Linked DNA regions of Bos taurus: region 2 is linked to region 1. A link is a contact called in public Hi-C data. All regions are on one chromosome and are shown on one strand. Each heading gives the region's core, a stretch centred on a gene start, on an enhancer-like site or on the middle of the called end of the contact. The rest is flanking DNA. Distances are from core to core; before and after follow the strand shown. Region 1 holds the start of MISP3 (MISP family member 3). Region 2 overlaps BRME1 (break repair meiotic recombinase recruitment factor 1).

What was found. Hi-C and Micro-C count contacts between places; a contact is called where the count stands out from the background.
Region 2: a Hi-C map of liver shows a contact between it and region 1, with 2.5 times the contacts expected there. The contact joins the enhancer-like site here to the promoter of MISP3 in region 1. A contact is called at or near these places in 2 of 11 Hi-C or Micro-C datasets (liver and skeletal muscle).

The regions. Positions count from the first base shown.
Region 1 is chr7:11,622,770-11,628,979 of ARS-UCD2.0, forward strand. MISP3 (MISP family member 3) reads right to left here and starts at 4,392. Exons shown (of 4, transcript XM_015471954.3): 1 at 4,272-4,392; 2 at 1,949-2,780; 3 at 1,338-1,411; 4 at 744-1,097. The coding sequence starts at 2,516. The coding sequence ends at 1,086.
Region 2 is chr7:11,803,905-11,809,997 of ARS-UCD2.0, forward strand. It overlaps BRME1 (break repair meiotic recombinase recruitment factor 1), which reads left to right. Exons shown (of 9, transcript XM_005208638.5): 8 at 400-492; 9 at 841-1,508. The coding sequence ends at 994. NANOS3 (nanos C2HC-type zinc finger 3) reads right to left here. Exons shown (of 2, transcript XM_059888542.1): 2 at 3,407-3,742. The coding sequence ends at 3,652. Among named protein-coding and RNA genes, the nearest start is that of MIR181D, 4.4 kb to the right of the region's middle. Within about 2 kb of position 2,012, at least 23 of the 102 cell types and tissues checked have an H3K27ac peak or open chromatin away from gene starts, as enhancers often do. A contact at or near this core is called in liver, where this site is marked.

The sequences.
Region 1 (6,210 bases), core at 3,142-5,641:
CATTGGTGATACAGAGGAACCCCTACCTCCTTCCTGCTGAAACAAGGTCTTTGTTTTACAGCACACCTTCTCTCTTTTAATATCTGTCTGGGGTCTGTAAGGGCTTCCCTGGTGGCTAAGACAGTAAAGAATCTGCGTGCAATTTTGGAGACCTGGGTTCCGTCCCTGGGTTGGGAGGCAACTGACTCAGTATTCTTGCCTGGAGAATTACATGGACTGAGGAGCCTGGCGAGCTACAGTTCATGGGATCTCAAAGAGTCAGAAACGACTGAGCAGCTAACACACATACGCTGGGGTCTGTAAGCGTGTGAGGTTTACAGTTGCTAGGCAGATTATAAATGGCCTTACATGCCCTGCTAAGGAGCTTGAACTACCAACACCACTTTTTTTTTTTTTTTTTTGATAGCTATTGTTTATATGCCCAGGACGGGAACCACCTCTTATCACTTCTGTCTAGCCAGCACCATGCGCGGGGCACGTTGTTTGGCACCAATAAAAGTTGACGAAATCTAGAAAGGGAGGGCATGAGTTCGTTTGTCCCAAAGCCGCAGTTCGCACCCGCATCGCTAGGGGGCACTAGGACCCCGGCAGGGCCGGGGGAGACCAGAGGCCACGGAACCCGGCGACAAGGGGACATTCTGCATTCCGGCTGGCGTCTCCCGTGTGTCTCAGGCCTACCTCGTCTCGCCGCGCTCCTGCCCCACCCCAGGAGAAGAGAACCCAGAAGAAAACAGCCTGCACTGTCCAGAAAGAAAGGGCTTTATTGGGGAGTAGGCCCAGCCGAGGATCCCTGTCCTCTAACAGACAAGGCCAGAAGGAGAGGCTAAGGCGCAGAAGGGCTGGGCAGTTTTACTAGCAGGGTGGTGGCGGCGGTGTTTCCCAATGGGGACTAACAGTTTTATAGAAGATTCTGGTCAGTTTCACAAAGTCATGTTCAAGGATGCTGATCGATTGCGTCTTCCCCGGCACAGACCTGTGGCCCTTCTCCAGGCCTTCCGCGGATCCGGAGGGCACTCCTGGGCGCCCGGGCCTGAGGGTCTGCCGGGCATGTTACTTTCCTCTGGGGACCCCAAAGGGCCGGAACCTCAAGGCTCCTCCTGCCAGGGGGAAGGGCCAGACCAAAGGCAAATCTTAGCGGCGCACGCACCGCAAATGGGGACACCCAGGCGCCGGATGGGGCAGTATGGGCCCCACGACCACCGCCTCCTTCTCACCCGCGGGCCACTCCCGGGACTTTGGGTCCTAGCCCGATGACTTCCCCGGGAGCCCTTTCGCTAGCCCAGTTTTCTCCCATGCAGAGGGCTGGGGTAAGGGCAGGAGGGGAAAGGGGTTCCCACCTGTTCCAGACCATTCTCCGAAGCCTTTCTGCGAGGAGGCCAGATCACCGCCAGCTTTCCGTCGCCCCTGCTCACTGCGGAAGAAGGGGCGCTCAGCTGGGATTGCCCCCCCACCTCCACGCCTTAGCAGCAGGAGGCAGTCAGGACGAAGGAGAGCGGCCGCGCCCCTTAAACACACACAGGCGTTCACTCCCCTCCTCCCCACGGAGGCCTCCGTCCCGAGGGAGGAGGGAGGAACCCCAGGGATGGGGAAGGCGAACAAACTCAGAGTGAGGAGGGAGGAATCAGAAAATTCAGAGGGGGAGATCCAGGTGTGCCAGAACGCAGGGAGGGTCCCTGGGAACCCGACAAAGACATCTAAGATCCTGCTCCCTTCCCCCACCACAAGCCTAGGTGGGGTGTGTCTGGGACTCCGACGAAGGTGGGGGTGGAGCATAGGGGAAGGTCAGTCCAGAAAGGGTGGGCAGAGAGAGGAGAGTCGAGAGGGGTGTCCGGGGAGTTTGGGAGCCAGGAAGGGGGACCCTGAGGATTAGAGGACCATTGGAGTTGGGGAGTCGGTGAAAGTGGCTGGAGCCCTGGGAATCCCCAGCGCTGGGACGCCGGTGGCTTACCCGTTAGGCTGGGCGCGGGCTCCTTGAACTCGGCGGTGCCGTAGAGGCTCAGCCGCTGGCGCTGCAGCTCCCGCTCGCGCTCATTCACCTCGCGCACCTCCTGCTCCAGCAGCGACTGTGCGATGGGCGGCGGGGCGCGAGGCAGCACCGGACACCGGCCCTGTACGACTGAATGCGGCCGGCCTCCGGGCTCGGGCAGCCGCTGCGCGTCTGCGCTGCCCTCCGCCGCGGGTGAGGAGGAGCACCCGCCAGCAGCCTCGAAGAAGCGCTTGAGCTCGCCCAGCGGCTGCGGCGGCGGCCGGGTTCTCTGCTTCGGGACCTCGGGGCGCGCCAGCGCCGCCTGCCGATAGGCCTCCCGCTCGATGTCTCGCTGCATCTGAGCGCCCGCCCGAGCGCGCTCCAAAGCGCGCGGGAGCGCGGGGCTAGGGCCCGGCAGGCTGAGCACCGGCCGCACGCGCAGTTCGACGAGTTCACTGCCCGCGCGACCTGGGCTCAGGCCCCGGCTCCGGCGCAAGCTTTCCTCGCGTTCGCAGCTGCGGCGAATTTCGCGCTCGATGGGCGTCTCCATGAGTGGCTCCTCTAAGGGATGTTGTGGGGTCTCCGAACGCAACTGGAGGGCTTCCGAGTTCGACTCAAAGAAGGTTTCCGGACCTTGAGAGAGACACTGCTCCAGGAGCCCCGTGCCTGGCGCTTCAGACGGTTCAGGGTCGTCGCTTCCTTGCCCAGGACTCTCAAAGCCCCCAGCTACGGTCCGGCCCAGGACGTTCTGCAACCTGCCTCGCTGATGGTCCGAGGACTTCCTTCTCTTGCTCGGGGGTCTCCGCTCCCTGGTCTGGGGAGGGCACGGGGACGTCGGTATTCAGCTCTGCGGCGGGCTTGGGAATTTCGCTATCTAAGCCGGGGGGTTCAGGCCCACGCGCTTCGGACGACCCCAGGGCTCCGTTCTGCCGCCCAGGGCCTAGGTGTCCAGGGTTGGGAGCAGCTCGGGAGCCTTAGCTCCCAGCGCTGGAGTTTTGATGCCCAGAGCTGGGACACCCTGCCCTGCGCAGCACCTGTGGTTGCAATTGCCGTCCGCGGGTTCCAAGGCGTCGCCCGCACGGGCCACTTCTCTGACCCGCCCCTGGCCTCCAAGAACTGCCCTCGGGGGCAGGGCCGGGCCCCGCCCCCTGCACCTGCCGGCCGGACTCGGGGCCCCGCCCTAGCCCCGCCCCCGAGAGGGGGGCGCCTCAGCTGGGCACTGGGTTTGGTCCACTGACGCGCCTGTCAGCTCGGGGCATTGGATGTTTTAGAAGAGAGCTTCCCTAGACCTAGCCTGCTACCTGGGGGCGCCAGTCTAGATGCAGTGTTCACTCAGTGGGCGCCACCTTGGTACCTTTTCGGGCTCACGTCCCCGGCATTACCAGGGGGCTTGGTTCCCACCCAGCTGCACGCCTGGCTGAACCTCTGAACCACTGTCTTCTGGTGGGGTGTCCTCCGAAACCATCTTTCCGGGGCCTGGCCTGGCCCGCCAATCCTGTGTCAGCCGGCTGGCAGCCACACCAAAGGGCTCCGGCTGTCCTTTGAAGTTCCACCCCTGCAGCGCACAGTTCGGGCTGGAGGGGGCGCCAGGAACCGCCTCTCCGCCCGCCCCAGTCTGTCTCCCAATGCCTCGGCTCACACTTCCGAGCCGAGCGCCAGGCCCATAAGGGCGCTTCCCCTCACCCCACCCGGAAAAGTTCGCGAGCCGGCCGCTGCCAAGCGCACTCCCAGACCGAGGGACGAGGCAGGCAGGCACACACAGCGCGCCCAGGACCCAGAAGTGCGGCTGAGGTTGGAAAGGCGGTCACCTTGGGACCAGGCGACTGGGAGACCCAGAGAAGTATCCAGGCTTGTGGGGGAAGTAGCTCCCTCCAGCTGGGGCCAGATTGTGGTGTTCTTGGCCAGGATTGATGCCAGGAACAGGCGACCTACTCCCAGGGACATCATTTTCCACTCTCTTCCACTGGCTTTCGCCAAAACCTGCCTCCACCCCTCCCCCTCCATTTTGGGATGACCAGTGAAAAAGATAGTTACCTGAAGAAAGGAGGGGGCGGCTACACAGTCTCAGGAGTGCCGATAATCCCCCAACTCTCTGCCTACTCTGGTGACTCCCTTTTCCATCCACCCTCTCACTCCCCTCTCTCCTGGATCCCAATCTCAAGCAGCTACCCTCCTCCCTCTGACTCTATTGGCCCAATTAGAATTGGGCCCACCTGGGTTCCATCCCACTGAGAACCTGAGCTAAGTGTCAGCCTTCTCCAAGACTCAGTTTCTTTATCTGTAAAATGGGGATGGCAGTACTTACCCCTTTGGGAGGTGATGATGATGAAAACTCTACCTCTGGAATGAGTTGTCTCTACAGTGGACTCTCCACTCATCACCTCCTGTTCCTCTTCTTCCCTGATGGCTCAGTGGTAAAGAATCCGCCTGCAATGCAGGAGACACGGGTTCAACCCTTGGGTCAGGAAGATCTCCTGGAGGAGCAAATAGCAACCCACCCCAGTATTCTTGCCTGAAAAATACCCATGGACAGAGGAGCCTGGCGGGATAGCGTCCAAAGAGTCACAGAGTCAAAAACGACTTCACATGAGTATGTGCATCTCTCTCCTAGCCAAGCATACTGTGCTCTTGGTTCCACCACACCACTGACCCTTCTCTGTCCAAGGACCTCCTTGACCTCCATTTACCAGACCTGGTCACTGGCTTTTCCCTGAGTTCCTTACCACTAGCTCCTTAGTCTTGGAGAATGGTACCCACTTATGGTTTATCCTCTAACCTCCCAGGTGCCTCTTTTCAGACTTCTGGTTCACCTGCATCAGTGGGGTTCTTTCCCCTCTGGCTTCCATTGGGTTTGGCTGATGGGAGAGAGGAGAATGAGAGATCAGGATGTTTAACCCATATGTTCTTCCTCCAAGCTTTGTTGGCTGTGTCCCTCCACTGCCGGCAGCAGCTCCAAACAGCTCTCTCTCCAGGGCTATGGGGTGGTAAGAGCTCCCAGCTGATGCTAACCCAGCAAGTGCACTATGCCTTGTTTATTTCCTTCTATTGAGTTCTGATCAATTACTCAGTTTAAGTATACAATCTCTTTCCTGCCAACACTCAGACCTTGACAAACTCCAATTTCACACTTTAAACACCATCTCTATGCAGATGTCTCCCAAATTTATATCTCTAGCTCTAATTTCTCCTCTGAGTTTTAACTCATATCCAACTGTCCCCAGTCTAATATATAGGTCAAACTGAACACTTTCAAAACTGAATTCTTGGTCTCCCCACCAACTCTACTTCTCTTTACTACATACAGCAACTCACACATTCTGTTTTTTATGTCCCAAAATGTAGAACTCAGCCTCAATTTCTTTTTTTTCCCTACCCAACCCCAGTTCATTCATATATTGGATTGCTGTTTGCTCTGCCTCCAACACATATTCTGAAGTCATCCACTTCTCTCCACCCTGTTCCCAGCCATTCATTGCCCTCCGATATCTCTCCACCAAACTTAGGAGAAAAATCCAAATTTCCTACCCTGGCTCAAAACCCCTTCCCACTTCTCAGATCTCATCTCCTGACACCCTCTCCCTTGATCCCTCCTCCATTTGAACCTTTATGCTTTCCTCAAACTCTGCGATTGCATTCCCACCCCAGGGCCTTTGTACTGGCCTTTCTGTCTGCTTGGAATGACTCAGCATATGGCTGGGTTCTGCTATTCAGATGTCACTTGATTCAGATGTCACTGCTTCAGAGAAGTGGTCTCTGATCACCCAGCCTACCTCAAACACAGCTCTTCTCTGTAACTCTATCCCTGCCTTTTTTATTTTTTGTAATTCACCCAGTACTACAGTTGGGCTTCCCTTGTGGCTCAGACGGTAGAGAATCTGCCTACAATGCAGGAGAACCAGGTTTGATCCATGAGTTGGGAAGATCCTCGGGAAAAGGGAATGGCTACCTACTCCAGTATTCTTGCCTGGAGAATGCCATGGACAAAGGAGCCTGGTGTGCTACAGTCCATGGGATCACAAAGAGTTGGACACGACTGAGCGACTAACACTTTCACAATACTCTAGTTATCATCATTTACCTTTGTTTCTTTATTTGTATATTATCTATCTCTGCCTGCCCCCGACCTCAGCTGGAGAGTGAGTTGTATTAACAGCATTTTCTGTCTGTCGTGTTCACCCAGCTCTCTCACGCCTAGAACAGTGCCTAACACATAACACTTACCAAAGAATGTTCCCAAAATTGGG
Region 2 (6,093 bases), core at 762-3,261, 180 kb after region 1:
GCAACAGGGGGAAGAGGGACAAGAGGGAGTGGGTGGGTCTGGAGGCACGGCGGATGGTGTAGGGCTGCGGGGAGAGATTTGGGCTGGGTTTCCATTTCCACAGCCCCCCCCACCAAGCCACTTGAGGGGACAGGATATAAGGGCAGGAGGTGGGGGCCGAGGAGGGTGTGGCAACTGCCCCACAGGAGCCACCTGGTGGGGGAAGGGGCTAGATTCTGGGTGTATTTTAAGCGGTAGAGCCATGGGGCTGGCCATCAGGACCCTGCCTGGTGGGAGGGGGCGTCATGGCTGTCAAAGGTGTTCATCTCTGGAGAGATGGCTCAAGGCTCAGCAGAGCGCCCCCAGTGGAGGCTGGTGGGGCTCTCCAGTGAGCTCTCCTCCTGCCTCCCTTCCCGCCAGGACACGAGTGGGGATCAAGACTTACGAGGCCGCCAGCATAGAGGACGCGACGGACACCGTGAGGGGCCTGGTCATGGAGCTCTCCAACCTGAAGTAAGGGCTGGGCTGGCACCGTGGACCCACAGTCCCTGGGACAGGCAGAGGGAATGGAGCCGGGGGTGGGTGATGGAGGCCCCAGTGTACCAGTGATCTGGGGGAGCCAGGCTGGGCCCAGCCCCCCCCCGTGAGGGGCCTCTGGGAAGCTTCTCCTTCACAGAGTTGTCAGGCTCTAAGGAGGGGCTAGAAGGGTCACAGCCTGCCTGCAGCAGGCTGATGCGGACTGTGCACACGCCTGTGCTTATGCGGGTGTGACCCGAGTACCCATGAGCGAGTGAGCCGATGTGAGCAGCCCAGTGTGCCCGAGTGTGAGGTGGGGCACAGCCCAGGCCTGTTTCCACCCAGCCGGCTGATTATGAGCACCCACCGGGACCTGGAGACCTTCAAGCGCCTCAACTACTACCGGAAAGCAAAGCCGGCCGGGAAGGCCCCCACACCCTACACCGCAAAGGGGGCAGGAACCCTCCCCCGAGGGGAGCAGTCCTGGAGGGATCTGTAGCTGGTTCCAAACTGCCTGGGGTTGTGGTGTGTGTTCCTGCAAGCTCACTGGCTCCCAGAAATGTCCTGCCCAACAGTGGGGAACAATCCCTCTGCAGACCCTGTGTGCTCGCTCCCCCCACCCTGCTATCTTGACCTTCTCACGTGCCGGTCCTGGGGGCCCCAGAAACCGTCCCTCAACTGACGGGGAAGTCAGCTTCCCACGGGAAACACGAGAGGCCCTGCCTCTGTCATCGGCCTCCCCTGGGAGCTGCGTGGGGCGGGGAACCTGCTCCTCCCTGTGGCAGGCCTTCTGGGGCCCCAGGAAGCCAGCTGCTTCTGAGCCAGGGGCGCGGGGCCACCCAGATGGTTATCTGAGTTTGCAAATTTCAGCTCCTTAGCTGAGGTTACTGAAGGTTCAGAATTTGTTTCTTTCCTGGAGGAGAAAAGGGCTTGCTTTGTTGGTCATACCCTTGTTTTTCACTGGATTTCCATTTCTTCTGGGAAGCCCATTAATAAATGATGCCTTAGCCAGACCTCAGACCGTGTGACCGACCTGTTTGCGGTTGGAGGTGTTTTCAGTTCCTTGATGGCCTGCCCACAAACCTCCCTAATACCACCTTGTTCTCCTTCTGTTTCTCATGCTCTTTGTGAAGACAAGTTGGTGTACTGCCGGGGGCCCCCACTCCCAGATGGAGTCTAGGGGTCCCCATGCTTTAGCAAGTGTCAGACTCTCCTGGAGCAGGTGGGTATGTGCAGAGATGTGCATGTGTACAAATTCCAGCACACAAGTATCTGTGGACCAATCAGCCCACTGAGACATCTTGACTGTCCAAGCTGGAGTTCAGTGCTGAGTTGGCCTTGCCTCTCCTCTGTGGGACAAGCTGCTGAGAAGCCCTGGTCTAGGAGGCAACCCTGGGTGGGAATTATAACTGATGCAGACACAGCTAATGCCTGGAGGGTGCCGAGGGCAAGCGTGCGCACACCCTGCCCCACCAAGCCTCACCACAGCCCCAGTGAGGTCACATGGTCACTAGCAGTCCCAAGTGCTGCTGTCAAACCCGTTTTGCAGAAGACATTGCTTCTGTTAAATAGGTCACCACTAGGTGGACCAGACCCAAGACTAATTTGTTGCTCTGCCTGTCGCCCCTGCACCCTAACTCCTAGGGCCAAGGCAGGGAGGGCCCTCCTGCCACCACCTTCTTATACCTGGGACATCCCATTCAGGTGGCTCAGAGTCCCCCAGCCTTTTTACCCTGCAGAATGTACAGCCCCTTCCTTGAACCCACCAGAATGTGCCCAGTCACCCTGTTCCCTGGGTCTCAAGCCCCAGTGGCTCTGGCTTATATAATTAGCATTTGTACGTAGCTGAGAGTGGCTGGGGTACTGTGTCCCCTGACTCCATGTGAAACCCTTGGCACTGCTGAGGAGGCCTCCCTCATGTCTTCTTTCTCCTCCTTCCCTTTTCTCTCCAAGCCTGGGCAGTAGGCTGTCTTCAAGGGCCGTTTCTGATCCCTGGCTCACCGCAGCCCTCCTCAGGTGGCCTCAGGTCCCAGATCAAATGGCAAAGCCAAGGGCAAATTCTGGGAAGCCCAAATTCTGCCCTGACTCAACCCCAGGAGACCTTGTAGGCTGGGGGTGGAGACCAGGCTCAGGCCAGCCCTCGGACTGGAGAAGGAATGTGGACTGGCACTTCTTACCTGCTGCCCCCTCAAGGCTGGTGGAACAAGATCTGGGGGTGGAGACATGGGGTGGGGATCCCCCCAAGCCAAGCCCCCCAGGAGAACCAGATCACACTACCAGGGTGGGGATGGACCTCTGTCCCCTCCCACTCCTGAAGAAGTACAGCCTCCACAGTGCCCCTTGCCCAAGCTGTTGTCTGGCACAACTGACCAGGACATATTCCCATTCCTTATGGCCCCCAACCCTCACCCTGCCCCAACCCAGAAGTCCTTCCCTTGTTCTGAAGGGCCTGGCATGTGACTCTGGCCCCCAGTTTCTGGGGCATCGATGGTAACCTAAACATTCACTGAGGGCTTCTGAGGTGAGGACAACGATGGGGGAACCTCTAATTGTTTCTCCATTGCCCCCTCAAATCAGGCCCCCGCCTCCAGTGTGCTGGATCTACCCATCTGACATGTCAATATGCAAGAGGTGGCCAGAAAAGTCTGCAAACACAAAAGTCACAGAAACAAGATTCATGGCACTAACTCCACTGCAAATGTCTGCTCAGAAGTGCCGGGCTGGGGCGACCCCCCAGCTGCCATTTCTCAGCCCAAAGCACCTCACCCCAGCGCCCCAGGGCGAAAAGAAATCCAAATAGCAGTTGAGGAAACCGGAGATCAGAGTAACATATGGAGGCTGAGGGACGCGACAGCCCCAGCGGCGCAGTTCACGATACCTTGTCCCAAGACCGGGCTTCGTATGACGCTGATCCATTCATAAACATTTATTGAGCGCTGACTGGTTGCTCAGCGTTGGGGAAGAAGGGCAGGGGTGCCTGAGGACCACCCCCTTCAGTGACAGGGGCGGGCGCGCTTTGGGCGGTGGTCCCAGACCGGGCTCCTTTGCCAAGCCCCCAGGCTGGAGGCACCGTCTAGGGGGCGGATCCTCGGAGGGTGGGTCTTCCCTGAAACCCAGCCTCCACTGAGCCTGGGTCCCCATCCCCAGGTGAAGGCGTCATCCTGCCCACGCCAGTCTCCTTAGGCAGAAGTTGAGGGGCAGCAGGAAGAGGGAGGAGTTCCAGAAGACTTCCTGGCACCTTTGGAACCTAGATTTTAAAAGCAGAGTTGGGGGGAGGGGAAAAGCATTTAGTAATAAGGATGATTCGATGATCCGGAAGTTCCGACTCAACCTGCAGAGCTGCCGGGGCTCTGGCTCCACCTGCAGGCTCCTTCCGGACTAGCACCCCTGTGCTATTCGCAGCCCCGGGCAGTCCCAGGTGGGACCCAGAGCCAGACACAAAGCAACGGAAACTCCCAACTCTGTCCTGCCGTACTGCCCCCTCGCGGCCGCAGGGCTCCGGGAACCCCGGATTTGTTACACTCAGAAAGTTTCCTGGGAGGACAGCCTCAGGCAGCCTTTCCGTGCCAATATCGTAGTGAGGGCTCCCCGACCCCACCCCACCCCTGAGTCAAGTTTTCCTGTTCCCTAGGGGAAAAAAGAAGATTCTGAGACCATCGTCTCTGTGTCGCTTCCGCTTCCTCCCTCTCCCAGTTGGACCTTGTCAGACCTCACAGGAATACTATCCTCTCCCGCAGGCAGTCTCACAACCCTTCTAACGTGTTCTCCGCACAGCCGCCGGGATGGGAAGGGGTCCTCCCTTCTGGTGACTTCCCGAGGGGCCCCCAGTCTGAGAGAGGCAGTAATGGGGTACCGCCCCGTCAAACCGGTCCCTCTGTTGGCTGACTTCCCCAAAGTTGCTAAAACGGATTTCTCTTATAAACCTGCAGAAGCGGAGGTGTTTCGAGTCTGTAATAGTAACTGCTGATACGTAAGCCTAGCTACTCGAAGCCTGCCGGCTACGGAGGTCAAGGGGATCTAGTTAGAAGTACAGATGCTCTGGCCTCACTCAGGCCTGCAAAACTGGACTCCGAATTTGATGAGCAAGATGGAGGGAACCCTCTGTGGCTGTGCAGACCTTAGGGAGCCTCCAGCCACCCTCCCGGGGGGTGACCCACACACAGCAAACTCATGGTTCTTTCCCTCCAAACTGATGCCAACTCCAACACCTGCCTGGAGGACCAACTTCTTCCAACCCCCTCAAATCCACCCCCACAGCCCAACCCATTAGCCACAGTCTAACACACGCACAGTCTAACACACCCTTAATACACAGACCTACTCGTGTCCCCTTCTCAGCTCCCTAGTACTCAAGTCCAAACTCTTCAAGGCGATCAGCAAGCAGCCCTTCCCCGAAATTTCTGACACCTTCCCCTCCATCCTTCATGCACGCATACTCCCATCCCAGACGCACGGAATTTAACCAAGTTCCCTAGTGAGCCCCAGTGCCCAGACCCCCTTCAGCATTTCACCAAACTGAATGAGGTTTCCAGGAGTCACTTCCTCCAGGAAGCCCTCCTGGACCTCTTTGTCTAGCTTGAGTGCTCCCTTTAGACTCCCCCGTTTCTGTTATAACTGTCACTGTCCCATCTACCACTGAAGGCCAAGCCCAGCCCAGTGCTTGGCACAGGACAAGCCTCACAAACCACCTGGCGAATGAGTGGACAAGTGAGGCTGTTTCCCTCTGGTCACGTGGCACCTGCATTCCGCACAAGATTGCAGCCCCTGCTGTACCTGTTGCCAGACCCCATCACTAGTCCCCACGGCCTCCCTGCTAGCTCACCCTGCGCCTGAAAACAATATACCCTCTATGGGCCCAGAGAAGGAGAGTGTCTTGCCCAAGGTCACACAGGGAACCCCAGCCCCAGCTTACCCACTAGGGCAACAGTTCTAGAACATGGTTCTAAGCCTTCTATTGTGTATGGATTCTCTCCCCCACCCAACCCTCTGAAGTGGGTCAGCCCAGGGGTTAACCCACTTCTCAGAGGCTCTAAGTCAGCCCAGGGCAGACCCCCCTCTGCAGCGAGTCCCCCCAGCCACCTGCACAGGCACCTCCTCCTCGGCGCGGTCCGTGTCCAGGGTCCTGCGTCCTCGCCTTGTCCGAGCGGACCAGCTTCTTGCCGGCCGAGTTCCGGGTGGTGTAGCTGTAGACGGAGGTGTAGCCCTGGCCGGTGAGCGGGCAGAAGCGGCGGGTGTGGGCGCGCTCGCGGGTGGCCCCGCACTGGGGGCACACGTAGTCGCGGAGGATGGGGCACAGCACCCGGCCCGCTTCATCCTTGAGCACGTGGGACTGGTAGATGGCCCGGGACTCGCCGTTGTGTTTGCAGAAAGAACACAGGCGCTCGGGAGCTGGTGAGGATTCAGGGCTGGGTCGCTGACCCCCCGGTTCGGGCACTGCTTCTGGCTGGCGATCCAGCCTGGTCTCCGGCTCCTCTTCTTCACGCTGAGCCCCAACCAGGCGTGCCAAACCCAAGTAGTCTGTCCACAGGTTGAAGGTCCCCATGGCTGGGCCCCGTGTGCCAGGTGGAGGGGCAGAAGACAGGAGAAACGCAGCCGCCC